2 separate regions of the Mus musculus genome follow, and region 1 is linked to region 2. A link is a contact called in public Hi-C data. All regions are on one chromosome and are shown on one strand. The core of a region is the stretch at or near the end of the contact, and the rest is flanking DNA. Distances in the headings are between cores, read along the strand shown. Region 1 overlaps Maml2 (mastermind like transcriptional coactivator 2). Region 2 overlaps Maml2 (mastermind like transcriptional coactivator 2).

The links. Hi-C and Micro-C count contacts between places; a contact is called where the count stands out from the background.
Region 1: a contact with region 2 is called in a Hi-C map of the HPC-7 cell line, with 2.1 times the contacts expected there. The contact joins two enhancer-like sites. A contact is called at or near these places in 3 of 484 Hi-C or Micro-C datasets (the HPC-7 cell line, granulocyte-monocyte progenitors and reprogramming fibroblasts) and 8 of 115 datasets of contacts at active chromatin or transcription factors (embryonic fibroblasts, embryonic stem cells and microglia).

The regions. Positions count from the first base shown.
Region 1 is chr9:13,676,524-13,683,294 of GRCm38.p6, reverse strand. All of the region lies in intron 2 of Maml2 (mastermind like transcriptional coactivator 2), which reads right to left. Among named protein-coding and RNA genes, the nearest start is that of Mtmr2, 69 kb to the left of the region's middle. Within about 2 kb of position 1,439, at least 166 of the 459 cell types and tissues checked have an H3K27ac peak or open chromatin away from gene starts, as enhancers often do. A contact at or near this core is called in the HPC-7 cell line, where this site is marked.
Region 2 is chr9:13,534,423-13,540,626 of GRCm38.p6, reverse strand. The region is part of intron 1 of Maml2 (mastermind like transcriptional coactivator 2); the gene reads right to left. Among named protein-coding and RNA genes, the nearest start is that of Gm51666, 73 kb to the left of the region's middle. Within about 2 kb of position 3,791, at least 103 of the 459 cell types and tissues checked have an H3K27ac peak or open chromatin away from gene starts, as enhancers often do. A contact at or near this core is called in the HPC-7 cell line, where this site is marked.

The sequences.
Region 1 (6,771 bases), core at 190-2,689, 150 kb before region 2:
GTTAGGGGAAGCTGTTTCCTGAACAAGAGCGGGACAGAGGGTAGCATCAAGGTTGATCTATTCTCTGGCAGCTCTAAGGTCTTAACCAGTTACCCATTATCATTGTGGTTTTCTTAATTATATAACCACATTATAAGATCAACACATAACTACAGTGAGAGAACAACCTTTCTCCCCTCTTCTTTACTTATAGATCGTATTTGAACATAGTCTCAATATAATGAAAATTGCAGTGCTTACAGGTCATAAATATTTCCAAGGAAACTGGATTTTATTTAGACATTTAAATGAAAGATGAATTTTCCATGTTTGGAACGAGTTAGAGGAAATCTACTGGGAGACACTGGACCTGATGGGTTTGTTGCTTCTAGCTCTCTGGTCACTGGGATTAGTAGAATCTCCTTTGATGTTGGATGGAGAGCTTGTGGCAATCTGCAGAGCAGGTAGGGGAGGAGAGTTTCCCCAGACACTGCAGTTTTGATGGTTTTTGAGGCCCAGTTCTTACTCAGCTTTTCAGATTTCACTGTGGATGGGTGAAGGGAAGGGATGAGTGACACTTTGACACTAACAGTCATAATCAAGTTATAAAACACGATATAAGGTACATTTTACAGACATATTAAAACAATGGTAAATACATTTGTTAGAGGAGGGAGAGAGGGAAGAAGGGAAGGAGGGAGAGAAAGACAGACAGAGTGAGAAAGATCTCTCTCTCATCTAAAAGTATCACTCACACTTCTTAGTCTATATCAATACTTCCACCTACGTGTATATCTTAGAATAATGATACAAAAATGCTTATAAAAATTCCATAGTTTTATAAGGTCATTTCAACACAGAAGAATACTTTTTTAAATTTAAAAATACTGCTTTCCTTCCTTATAATGCTTCTCGTTAGTAAAATCAAGGTTTTTAAAATGCCAATATAAAAGTCTGAAAGCCAACTAATCAAAAATAGGATTTTTTTTTCCTCTTTAACTTTAAAGAAAATGTTAAGAGAGACTCCAGCCTTTTATGGAACCTGGCTTGAAATTCACAATTCAGTATCTTATGCTAAGAGGAACGGTGACGTCAGTTTACATTTTGCTTTCTGAAAAGTTGCGTGTAGGTGTGTGTTTATGTGCTGTCTGTATACTTCTGTGCTTCATGCATATTTTTGGAGTGTGTCTTTGTTCGTTTATAAATCACCTTGATCTATTTCACTTATTGTCAATTTTTTAGAATTTGTTAAAAATCTCATGTCAACTGAGCCGAGCCTAGGCTCGGCTGTTTTTTCTCGGGCTCTGGAGTGATGCTTAGGAGCAGATTTCTCCAAAGCCTCTTCCTCACCTCTAGTAGGCACTGTGAGAGCACTTTCAAGTTAGCTCCACTGTGCCTTCCAGCCACTGAGGATTGAATGCAATCTCATAGCAACAGACTCCAAACAGTCCCTCATTACAAGTCTCGCCCAACAACCGAGTCTTTGACCAGAACAAAGGTTGACAGTGATTAATCATTAAGTGGTTCCTTGTTCCTTGCTGCACGTGTTCCTCCAGCGGAGGCAGGCTGGCAGGTTTCCTGTCTCTGAGCTCCACTGTGCCCTGCCTGAAGCCTGCTCTCTAATTCTCATTTCCAATGCTGCAGGCATCGGCAGTTGGTCTGTGCAGTGTCCTGGCTCTGATTCTGAGCCTGGCAGACTCTGAACGGATGTAGGGAGCTCCACAATAAGTTGTTCACTTCACATCTGCTTACTAGATTATGCTCAAGCATAGTTGAAGAAATTGATTAAAAACCATTTTCTAGAAACAACCTTGGAAATCTGATCCCTTAACCTACCACGGATAAGTTGATATTCTTCAGTCCTATGGCTGGTGAACATGGCTACCTTCAGTAACACTTCTGTATGGAAACAGTTGGAAGACGGATGAAACATCGCGCTTAAAAGCAATCAAGGAATTTTCAGAAATCCTCTCTCAAATATTCTGTTTCTCAAGGCAGAAGAGTTGCGGGGTGAGCAAGCCTCACCGTGAGCGGCCTCAGGCGATGGAATGCCAGCCACTTTGTGGTCTCCTTTCTTTCTGTGTTTCTGCTCTTGGGCTTAGGCACTGTGGATCTATCTGTCTTGTAGGTGATATGGGGACCTGAAGAATTGTTTGCCCTCACTTTTAACACTGAGCTGGGTCAGAGTCAGGTGAGGAGGGACGATGGAATACAAGATACCGTTTTCTAAAAGATGAGGAACAAAGACTATAAAAATACTGGTAACAACAAAAATGAGCAAGGTGCTGCTTTTCTAACAAGCAGTGACATTTAACTATGAGAGGAGTCCATCCCTGGGGATTCTTTATGTCTACTTGGTTCTCTTTTCAAGTTAACTCTAGAATTATGGAGTGACAGATTTCCAGAAAATGAATGATTTTAATACCTCCATCCACAGTGTGAAAGCTGAAGCAGGGCATTAAATAGCAAGTGTCAGCTTGGCCCTTGAGTACGGAGCTGTGATATGGAGATCAAGCCAGTTAATGTTCCAGAATGAACAGAGGAGATACTCATGAGACCCACACCTAGCTGCGAAGCTTTGGGCAAGTCATGGCTGCTGGGGAAGGGAGAGTCCCTTTTCCTCAGGGGTGTGGTCTCTCCTCAGTCGAACATACTGTACTGAATGGCCGTGTGCCCATACATGTACACAGAGCCCTAACTGAACTCAGTGACTTATCAAGAAGGAAGAGGGAGAGAAGGGAAGAGGTCTGGGACAAGAGGGACAAATGGATATGATCTAAATACATTGTTTTATATCTCAAATTGTTAAAAATATATAACTCAAAAAATAAAAAAACCAAACAGAAGGACTACCTCAATACTGGAAACTTAGGTAAGAGAGACCATAAGATGATCACAGACTTATGACGATCAAAGGAGTCTGATGAGGAGCCCTGTTCAGAAAGCAAATGTCTCTCAACTTAAGCTTTCCAGAATCCATCTTTAAAACTAATATCAGTGAGCTTGGATTGTGGAAAACCAACCAACCAACCAGCCAACCAACCAACCAACCAGCCAACCAGCCAACTAGCCAACCAGCCAACCAGCCAACCAGCCAACCAGCCAACCAGCCAACCAACCAGTCAACCAGCCAACCAGCCAGCCAGCCAACCAACCAAACAAACAAATGAAACAGTGGAGGATTATAGAAAAGATGCATTTAGGTTTTGACATGGTCACGGATGATATTTTAAAACCATCCAATCTGGATATTTTGAGTTAATTCAATTTACTGTTTCGTGTTCTAACTGGTGGGATACATCTCTCTAGTTAAGGCAGATTGGCTTATGACTATACTTTAAAACAACAGTTAGATTGATCTGATCTTCTTAGTCTTTCCAACTAGCACCCAAGGCTGTGCTATGTGGTGGGTGTGGTGGTTAATCTTCACTGTCAACCTGACTAGATTTAGGATTACCATGGTGACACACCAGTAGGCATGTCTATGGTGGTATCTTCACAAAGTTGAACTGAAGAGGGAAGTCCCAAGATAATGCGGGCAGGGCCATCTCATGCATTGCAGTTCTGGAGCAAATAGGAGAAAGGTTGCTGGGAACCAGCATTCATCCCTCTATGCTTCCTGACTGCAGGTGTGAAGTGCCTAGTGCCTCACAGCCTGGCTGTCATGCCTTGCTGGCTGAGATAGATCTTACACTCAAACAGGGAGCCCAAACAACCCTTTCCTTTGTAAGCTGCTCTTGACAGGCTCACAAACAACAAAAACAGCTATAAACAGTGGCTTAAGCCCAAGTTCTCAAACAAAGATCTAGATCAACCATGATGGAGACTCTAGAACTATGGTCAGTTAGCACAGAGCATCAAAGCAATTTCTAAAGCTCAAGTAAGCAGATCTTGTGTTCAAATCCTGCTTAACTTGAGCTGTTTATCCACAAGCACTAAGAATGGCTGTCACGTGTTGGAGATGTACAGGTTGGTGTTACTGACACTTTACAAATGATCCCACTGCATGACCGATCAGGTCCATGAGCATCCCTCAGTGCTCCCTCTGCACAGATGAGAGAAGTGACACTTGAGATGTTACTTCATTCACTTAGAAAGCATCACATCAGAGATGCCAACACAGGCAGCCCTGTGCTGGGGTAGAGCCCGGAGAGCTGTTGTGTAAGCTCTACCACAGCCAAAGTCCCTGTTATAAAGCAGGGGTAGACCTTCATGACAGGCACATATCGGAAAATGCAGAAATATGAAGCAATGTGATTGAATGATTGCAATTGCAATCAGTGGCCTGCACACTGGAACACTGTAACCCTAGGTGGATTGCTTTGCTTTTCCAAACCTTAGTTTATCTGTAAAGGTGAGGTGATGCTTAATCTCCATGTAGCAGCAGTTTTTTCCTTTTTCGTTTTCTCTTGTGACACTGAGGTAGAGCCCAGGTCTCATGGTTTAGAGCAGAGTTATGCGTCCAACCCAAGTAACTAGCTTGGCTATTTTGTGGGCTCACCCTTCTTCCACCTTCTCCATCCCTTTTCTCCCACCCTTTCAACAACCCCTTAACACTAGATAAGAGAGAAAAAAGGGTAGAGGGGAAAGAAAAGAGATTCCTGAATAAAGTCAAGGGCCAGAAAAGGAGAAAGTTATTGTTAGACTACTTCCTGCTGATTAGGGGCATCAAGTCCCTCGGGGCAAGTTTGATAATACAGTAGGTAGCATAGTAAGTGTGACCAGTGAAGCCACAATCACGCTGGTGTAATCTTGGCTGCCACCCTCTCTTTAGAAACCAAGTTGAATATACTACCTACAGATTTGGCTGCTAATACCAAACAACAACAGGTAATGGCTTCATTGGGAGTCCTCTGTGTAGAACTCCAGCAACCACAAATTTTTCTATTAATTAGTTAGAGCCATATATGGAAAATGTTTTTGTAGAGAATCCACTTGCTTCAGAAGTAGCTCTTAGATTTTCTTTGGGCTAAGGTAACACAACTTGCTAGGCCCTGGATATAAATTTCAGTTACCCATTACATCAGTTCAGCAGCCAGATGCTAATGATAACACATAAGTAAAAAAAGCAGGTGCCTGGGTTGATAAGCTGCTAGAAACAGTCTAGCTGAAGGCATGGGTCACATTTAGTAGATGCAACTTCTTATAGGATGTGATTGTAATCTTAGAAGTAAAACTACTGTTTAATACAACAGTCCGGGCCTGGTGACACGGCTCAGTGATAGAGGCCCTTGTTAGGAAACTTAATGAGGTGGGTTAGATCCTAGGATCCCACATAGTGGAAGAAATTATCTTTTCATTTCCACATGTACTCCTGCCCACCCCCAAAATACAGCAAACAACCCACCCACAAGTAAATAAGAGAAAAAGAAGTCAAATTGCTAGACTAAAACTTTCTCTCTGTATTTGTGACAAAAGAGCACAGAAGTCACCTGGGTCTTTATAAAGTTCGATGCCATAGATCTGTCCTATGACCAGGGCTGGACAGACAGTAGGTGAGCCTCTGAAGGAGGAGGCAGTTTGACTTGCAGATTGCTAAGAAGAAATAAATACATGCAAGAAAGACTCTCCTTGAGTCTCACGTCACCACCAAACCCTGACAAAGGCCAGCTAAGTGAAGAAAGATCTTCCCCAAGCACATGTGGGTAAAAGGCACAGCTGCAGCTCTCCGTCGCTGTCCTCATGGCCCTGCATCTCCATTCTCCGTAGCAGCTCCCTCCTGTTCTCTGGAGTCTTCTGTGTGGTTCTGGTCTGATGCCTCCGGTCTTCCCTACTGTGACTTCATGACTCAGATTTATAAAGGCCTGCTTTTCCATATTCAATTATCTATCCTACAGCCCATTTCCCTTGCTTTGGGCCCATCAGTCTTGGCTCCTCAATCTTTAATGGGTACCATGTGAAGCACTTTGCGATCTTTTTGTAAGACAGAGTCTTATCTGATGGGTTTTGGTGAAAGGGCTACTGGGCTCAAACTCCCATGGATGCAAGTGCTGCTGCCTTGGAGATCACTCAGGGAGATGAGACACCAGGGACTAAAACTGAATGGATGAACTCTTGAAAGCTGTAGTGGTGTGGCTTTATTGTATAACCACTTTCTAGGGTTGTGCGTTTATGTATCAGCCAGAAAGGTGAACAAAATAGGACTTCTGGGTCTTGGACTTTTGTGGTGCTGGGAATTGCACCCAGGGCTTTGCCCATTCTAGGCAAATGTTCTGCCACTGAGCTGTGTTGTTCTCAGAAGTTACCTGCCCAGTGTGCTCTTCTGGAAGAGCAGTCATGGCTCTAGTTTCTCTTCCACTTTATTTATCTATGGCTCAGGTCACCTTGAATGTTATACTTTATTGTACTGACTGAACTGCCACTCTTCCTGTCTGTCTGTCCCAGTGGTCTCCATGTCAAGGCCCTGCCCTGGATCTGCCTGAAGCCCTGCAGGCCTGTTACAGAGAGGAACTGTGCCCTAGTTTCCTGCCTTCCCCATTCTATCCCTAATCAGTGTAGTTAAATGGGCCATGAGTATCTGTGTCCTGAGCCATAACAGATGGCATCCTGGAATTAAGATATAGAGAGCAGAGGAGTTCTAGAAGGATTAGGCCTTCTCCCTCATGGGGGAAGGCTAGTAGAGGATGAGGGGGGCCTGTTTGACAAGAGTCACTGGGCCCTGTCAGCATATTGATTGTTGTTGGGTTTATTTCACCATCACTGTCCCTTGACTGTTTGAAGTTCCCATGAATCTCTGTAGAGGAAAGAACTCTAGAGTGAAGAGCTAGAAGGACCACATTTGGAGTGCAACTT
Region 2 (6,204 bases), core at 2,542-5,041:
GGTTGTCCCAGGATTTACTTTTGGCACCAAGTCACTTAATATTTGCCTATACCCTGAAAAAAAATTAACTGTCCTGACAAAAATTTGGAAGTCCAGAAAGATGCTTCAGTAGATAGAGGCAGTCCCTGTGTCAGTCTGATATCCTCAGTCCTGGAGCCCACAGAAAGGTGGGCAGAGGAAGCCCCAGAGCTGTTCTTTGTCTATCACATGCACGCCATGGGATGCGTTATCCCCAAACCCCAGATCTCTCTCTCTCTCTCTCTCTCTCACACACACACACAAACACACACACTCACACACATAAGTCTAACACACAGAGACATACACACACACACACACATACAGACACATACATACAGAGAGACAGACAAAAACACACACATACATACACACACATATACATAAACACACAGACAGCAACAGTCAGAGACACAGACACACACATGCACACAGACACACACACACACACACACACACCATACACAGACACAACACACAGAGATACATGAGACACACACACATTAAATAAAAATTCTTTTAAAGAAAAAATATTGAAGTTTCCAGTCTTGCTTTGGTGTCCTTATCTGTGTTATTGGACCAACAGACCCCCTGAATTCTACCACGTGAAAATTCTTCACATGTGATTTAACGAAGACTACGAGGTAAAGTACCTAAGAAGTGGCTCACAGAAGCAGTCTGCTCTCAGGGAAACTGCCCTTTCCAGTAGGTCCCAAGCCCAAGGAAGGCCTGCCACCCTTCTCCCCTGGGGTCTTCTGTTGCATGAAATTGTCAGAAACAGTGGGAAACAGTGGGACTTGGAGACCGTGGGGCAGGGGCGGTGAAGCATTGCACGCTTTCACACAGACAAGCAACTGTGCTCTGGCCAGGTGTCACACTGCAGGTTTCTCTGCAGGCAGCTTGTTTCCAGTCTGTTTATACAGGTGCTGCAGAAGGGGTACTGCTCTTTGAGGAAGGCTTCCCACGTTCCTGCAGAGGCCTAGCTCTTCCATGGAAACTCAGCTGTCAAGGAATTTGCTGCTGTCTGGCAGGAACCACATCCAAGCCAGCTACTCAGCTTTCCCTCCCAGTCTTAGACACTGGTTTGAGGAAGAAAACAACATATGAGCTGCAGGTTCGAAGCCCTGGTGCCACCTGGAAGTTTGTGAAAAATGCAGGGGGGCAAGTTTCACCCAAGCCCAGGGAGGGCATGGAGCAGTGGAGTTTAACAAGGCTTTCAGATGATTTGCATCGCTAGTGTTCCCTGGTCCTCCAACTTAAATGAGCACCTGGCCTTTAGAACCTTGGAGATGCTCCTCAGGCTATTCTTTTTGTCTTTATTATGTCGTTGTGGGTCTTAATAGCTTAAGCATGTTTGATCATGTGCGCTGACCCAGAGAGAGTTTAAGTGTGCTATATACAGTCTTATTGCGCTGTACCCAGAGGCCCCAGTGCAGACATCCCCTGAAATTATTTTAAAGGTGCACAACTTCAGCTCCTCCCCAGACCCATGTGATCAGAATCTACACTTCTAACAAGGCTTATCAGGCATGTGTGCATCGTAGCTTGCGAAGCTCAGATGTATGGACCGCACAAACTCACCCTTTCTGAGAGATGGCAGTTTGCTTTCCTTACTTTAGTAAGTGGCAGGAGATACCACGTACCAGAGAAAGCTATACAACAATATAGCATAATTAGGACTTGCTCCTAAATTAATTATCTATTAGCTTTTACAAACTGCCTGTCAGATTGCTAAAGGCCGTTTAAGGGCCCTGAATTAGGAAAGTGGCTGAGGACAGAGAAAGGAGCTGACTAGATGAGGGCTGCTCTGTGGGTACTTGCCCCAATGCTAAGCAGTTTACATTCGTCCTGTCGTTGCCATGAACACACTGTATAAGAACATCTGACAGTTGAAAGATGGGTGCAGAGAGCCCCAAGTCACTCACTTAAGGTCACTCAGTTGTTGAGTGTCAGAATGGTGTCAATTTGAACTCTTAGTACTTGGCTTCAGAACTTGACTATTGTAGGTCATAGAAGACACTGTAAACACAAACATCGAAAGCTCAACAGCACAGGACAAATGGGCAGACTCAACAAAAATCGAAACTCGCTGACCTGGATTTAAGAAGGTGACTCAAACAAACCAAGGTACCACCCAGCCAGAGGCTGTCCTGTGCGAAGCTGTGGCCTGTGTTCTAGCTCTGCAGGTGGGAAAGGATCCTGAGTGTTATCTCTGAACCTGGTGCTTCTCCACACTTGCCGCTTGCCTTCCTTTCCTTTAGATGCACATGGGACAGCCCAGACAGATAATCTGTCAAGTATGGCAGTTGGTTAATAAGAGCTACTGCTGTTTTAGTTACGGTCAATCAGATCTAGATTTCAAGTCCGTTTCTTTGATGCTTGAATGAATCATTGACTATGCCTATTTACTACTGACCTGATGTGTTATACACAGTTCAGAACATTTGGATTTTAAGTGAATGAGGGAATAAACAAAAGAACAAGGAGAGAAATATAAATATTGCCTGGGAAGTACATACTTCAATTCCCAAAATTCCTAAGATTGTAATTTACATTTTTCTATCGCTGTTTCTCTCTGTCTCTCTGTCTTTGCCCCTCTGTCTCCGCCTCTCTCTTTTCTCTCTCTCTCTCTCTCTCTCTCCCATTCTCTCTCTCTCTCTCATTCTCTCTTTCTCTCTCTCTCTCTCTCTCTCTCTCTCTCTCTCTCTCTCTCTCTCTCTGTACACACATGATGGTGCATATGTGGAGGTCAGAGAACAGCTTGAGGAAAACAGTTTCTACTGCTGTATGAGTTCTGGGATTTGAACTCATGTCATCAGACTTGGCGGCAAGCTCCCTTTCTCACTGAGACATTTCACAGGCCTAAGAATTTTCAAGTAGTAGTGTCTTGCATAGGAATGGCTCCTGCCACTGCCTTTTTCGGTAATGAGTTGATTCCCACAGGCCGTGGAGCAAAATTTGCCCAGACTCCAGCATGGCTCCTGTTGCTGAACTTGACAGACACTCAGTCTTATGCTCATGTGACACAGCTCTCCCTGGCCTCTGTTTAAGTGAAGCTGTTTCTCTGATGCTTCTAGTTTGGGAATATGATCTTGATAACTGGAGTCCTCACTACAATACCTCCTCTTTAATCCTTGCTGGGAAGTCTGAAAAATGGATCCTCACTGGTCTGGGATCTTTTAGGTTTAGGAAAAGAAGTGAGTGAAGATATCCTAGTGTGTGCTCAGAAGCAAGCACATGTTTAAAAAGTTGACTTTCTCTTGTAACACCAATCTGAAAGTCTAATTTTAGCAGTTTCTATAAGCTTTTCCATGCATATTTTAAAGTCTGGTTTTGCCTAAATAATAACTAGGAAGACAACAAATCTTGCCCCGCCCCCATGCTTCTCCCTTGACCTCAATGCTTAGGCAGTCCTTCCCTCCCTGGGGGTGTGACTTTAGAGTGCTGTTTTATTGACTCATAATTAAGAACTTCTGATGGGAAAACCAGTCAACAGGCACAAATGGCCTGGTGGCCTGGGGGTGGGGGTGTCCCACCAGCAGAGGTGGGGGTTGGTTTTATTATGGCAGGAGCAGAAGCAGGGTTGAAGAACCTTCACAGAAAACCTCAAAGCATTAAACCCTCTGTATGAACTTTATGCCTTTTTTGAGGAAGTCAACTTCTTTTCTGTCCCTTATCTCTTTAAGTCAGAGTGAGTGAGGAGAGAGTGAAGTCATGAGTGGGAGGGGCCGGCAATGGAAATTTGGGGGCAAACACAGAGCGTGGGTAGAAAGGAAACACACACGTGAAACATCTTGAGAGGAAACGTAACAGGAAAAGGCTGCTGTTATCTACAAGGGCTAGGAAGAGAAACATGGAGGCTGTATGCTTGGGTTCATCATTAAATAATCTACTAAAGCAACAGGAGAGGGTTTCAAACACCGAAGAAGAGCCTGGATGAGAAACAATTGCTACTCCTTTAACCGAACAAACATTCTTGGAATTCAGTCGCATCTTATTAGCAGAGAAGACTCAGGGTCAGTGCTAGGCACTGGATGTTTTCCACATCTGGTTCCACTCACGGGAATGAGCTCCCAGACACCATTATTCTCCTGACATATCTAGTTTAATACACGAGGCAATGTCCTCCTTGCCCTGCGGTATGGTTTGACGAGAGATTCATAATGCATATAAAATGGATTTCCATTATCCGATTAAAGCGTCTCCTTTTTGAGTTAGATTTTTAATTTTTTTAAAGTGAAATGAGTAGCTGTTTTACACAGCACAAGTTTCAAGCCCATCACCATTTCCTACCTACAAGATCTTTGTGGATTGTTTTAGTGTTTTTAATTTACCACGCGTTACTCCTGAGAGAAAGCAGACTTTTAAAAGCTCATTTAAAATGGATGTTTTAAATTCTCTGGTGAAATCATAACTGAGCTTTGGACATTATTGTGGGACAGACAAGAAAGGAAAGTGGCCCCTTCTCACTGTGACTAATTTCAGATAATTGAAAACCTACGGCTTTGAAATTGGGACTCAACTGTGAGCATGTGACAATAAGCCCCTTTCCCTCTGATAGATCCACTAATTCCTGTCATATCTAGGCACAGGCATCCTGCAGACAGAGCACTGTTGGCTGCGGCTCTTCGGTGTGCTTGCTGTGCTCGCTGTCGTTGCTGGCTACTCTGCTTCTGTTGTTCAGGGGTCCTTACATCTGTGGGAACTGATTCTTCATTCAAGAATGAACCTGCCACAAGGGGACAGATGTAAAGATTGGAATCTGGGTCTTTATATTTTTATTCAACTGGCTCCACTTGTTTTCATAGTTATTATTTAAACATATGAAAGGTAATGGAAATAAGTTTTCTACTGAAGGTTAGCAGGCTAAGATTACATGTGATAAAGGCTAAAGTTGCAAGTTACAAGAGAATGTTAGATATAAAAAAATTTTTAACATATATTTTTCTTCATTTCTTTTCTTAAGGAAATGATTTTCCATTGGAAATTTGTTAAAAGGAAATAAAAGAAAACATGAATGAATTTTGTGTGTGTGTGTGTGTGTGTGTGTGTGTGTGTGTGTGTGTGTGTGCTCTCACACATGGGCACCCACCCATAATGCACACAAAGGGCAGAGGTTGGCATTGTGTGCCTTCATCTATCATTCTTTACATCATTATCATTATTATTTGAGTTAGAGTCTCTCTCTTGCATCTGGATCTCTTATACTTAGCTTGGTTGGGTAGCAAGCCTCAGGGACCTTTCTGTCACAGGCTCCCAGTGTTGGAATGACAGGCATGTGTCTCCATGCCTGGCTTTTATGTGGATGCTGGGGACTTGAACTCAGGTCCTCCTGCTTTTGTGACAAGTACTTTACTAGATGGCTCACCTCCTCAGTCCTGGGATGAAGTTGTCTTAATGGAACATTTGCTGTTAATCTTCAGTGATGAATCAGAGTCTGTAAAATTTTGGCATACAAGATATATATGTGTGTGGTAGAAGACGGTGGTCAGAAAGGAAAGACAAATTGTGTCAGGCACAAATCTGTACCCACAGATGTCACCTCACAAAGCCTACACAATGGCCCCCAAACAGGAGTCTGTCCCTGAGAAAATTTAATGAACTTATCCAAGGCTAGACCATCGATGTAGAAAAGAATGAACTTTAAAATCCAGATCTTTCTAATCACTGTATGCATGATCCGAATCCAGATCTTCCTAATCACTGTATGCATGATCCGAATCCAGATCTTCCTAATCACTGTATGCATGATCCGGATCCAGATCTTCCTAATCACTGTATGTATGATCCGAATCCAGATCTTCCTAATCACTGTATGCATGATCCGAATCCAGATCTTCCTAATCACTGTATGCATGATCCGGATCCAGATCTTCCTAATCACTGTATGCATGATCCGAATCCAGATCTTCCTACTCACTGTATGCATGATCCGAATCCAGATCTTCCTAATCACTGTATGCATGATCCGAATCCAGATCTTCCTACTCACTGTATGCATGATCCGAATCCAGATCTTCCTAATCACTGTATGCATGATCCGAATCCAGATCTTCCTAATCACTGTTTGCATGATCCAGATCCAGATCTTCCTAATCACTGTATGCATGATCCGAATCCAGATCTTCCTAATCACTGTATGCATGATCCGAATCCAGATCTTCCTAATCACTGTATGTATGATCA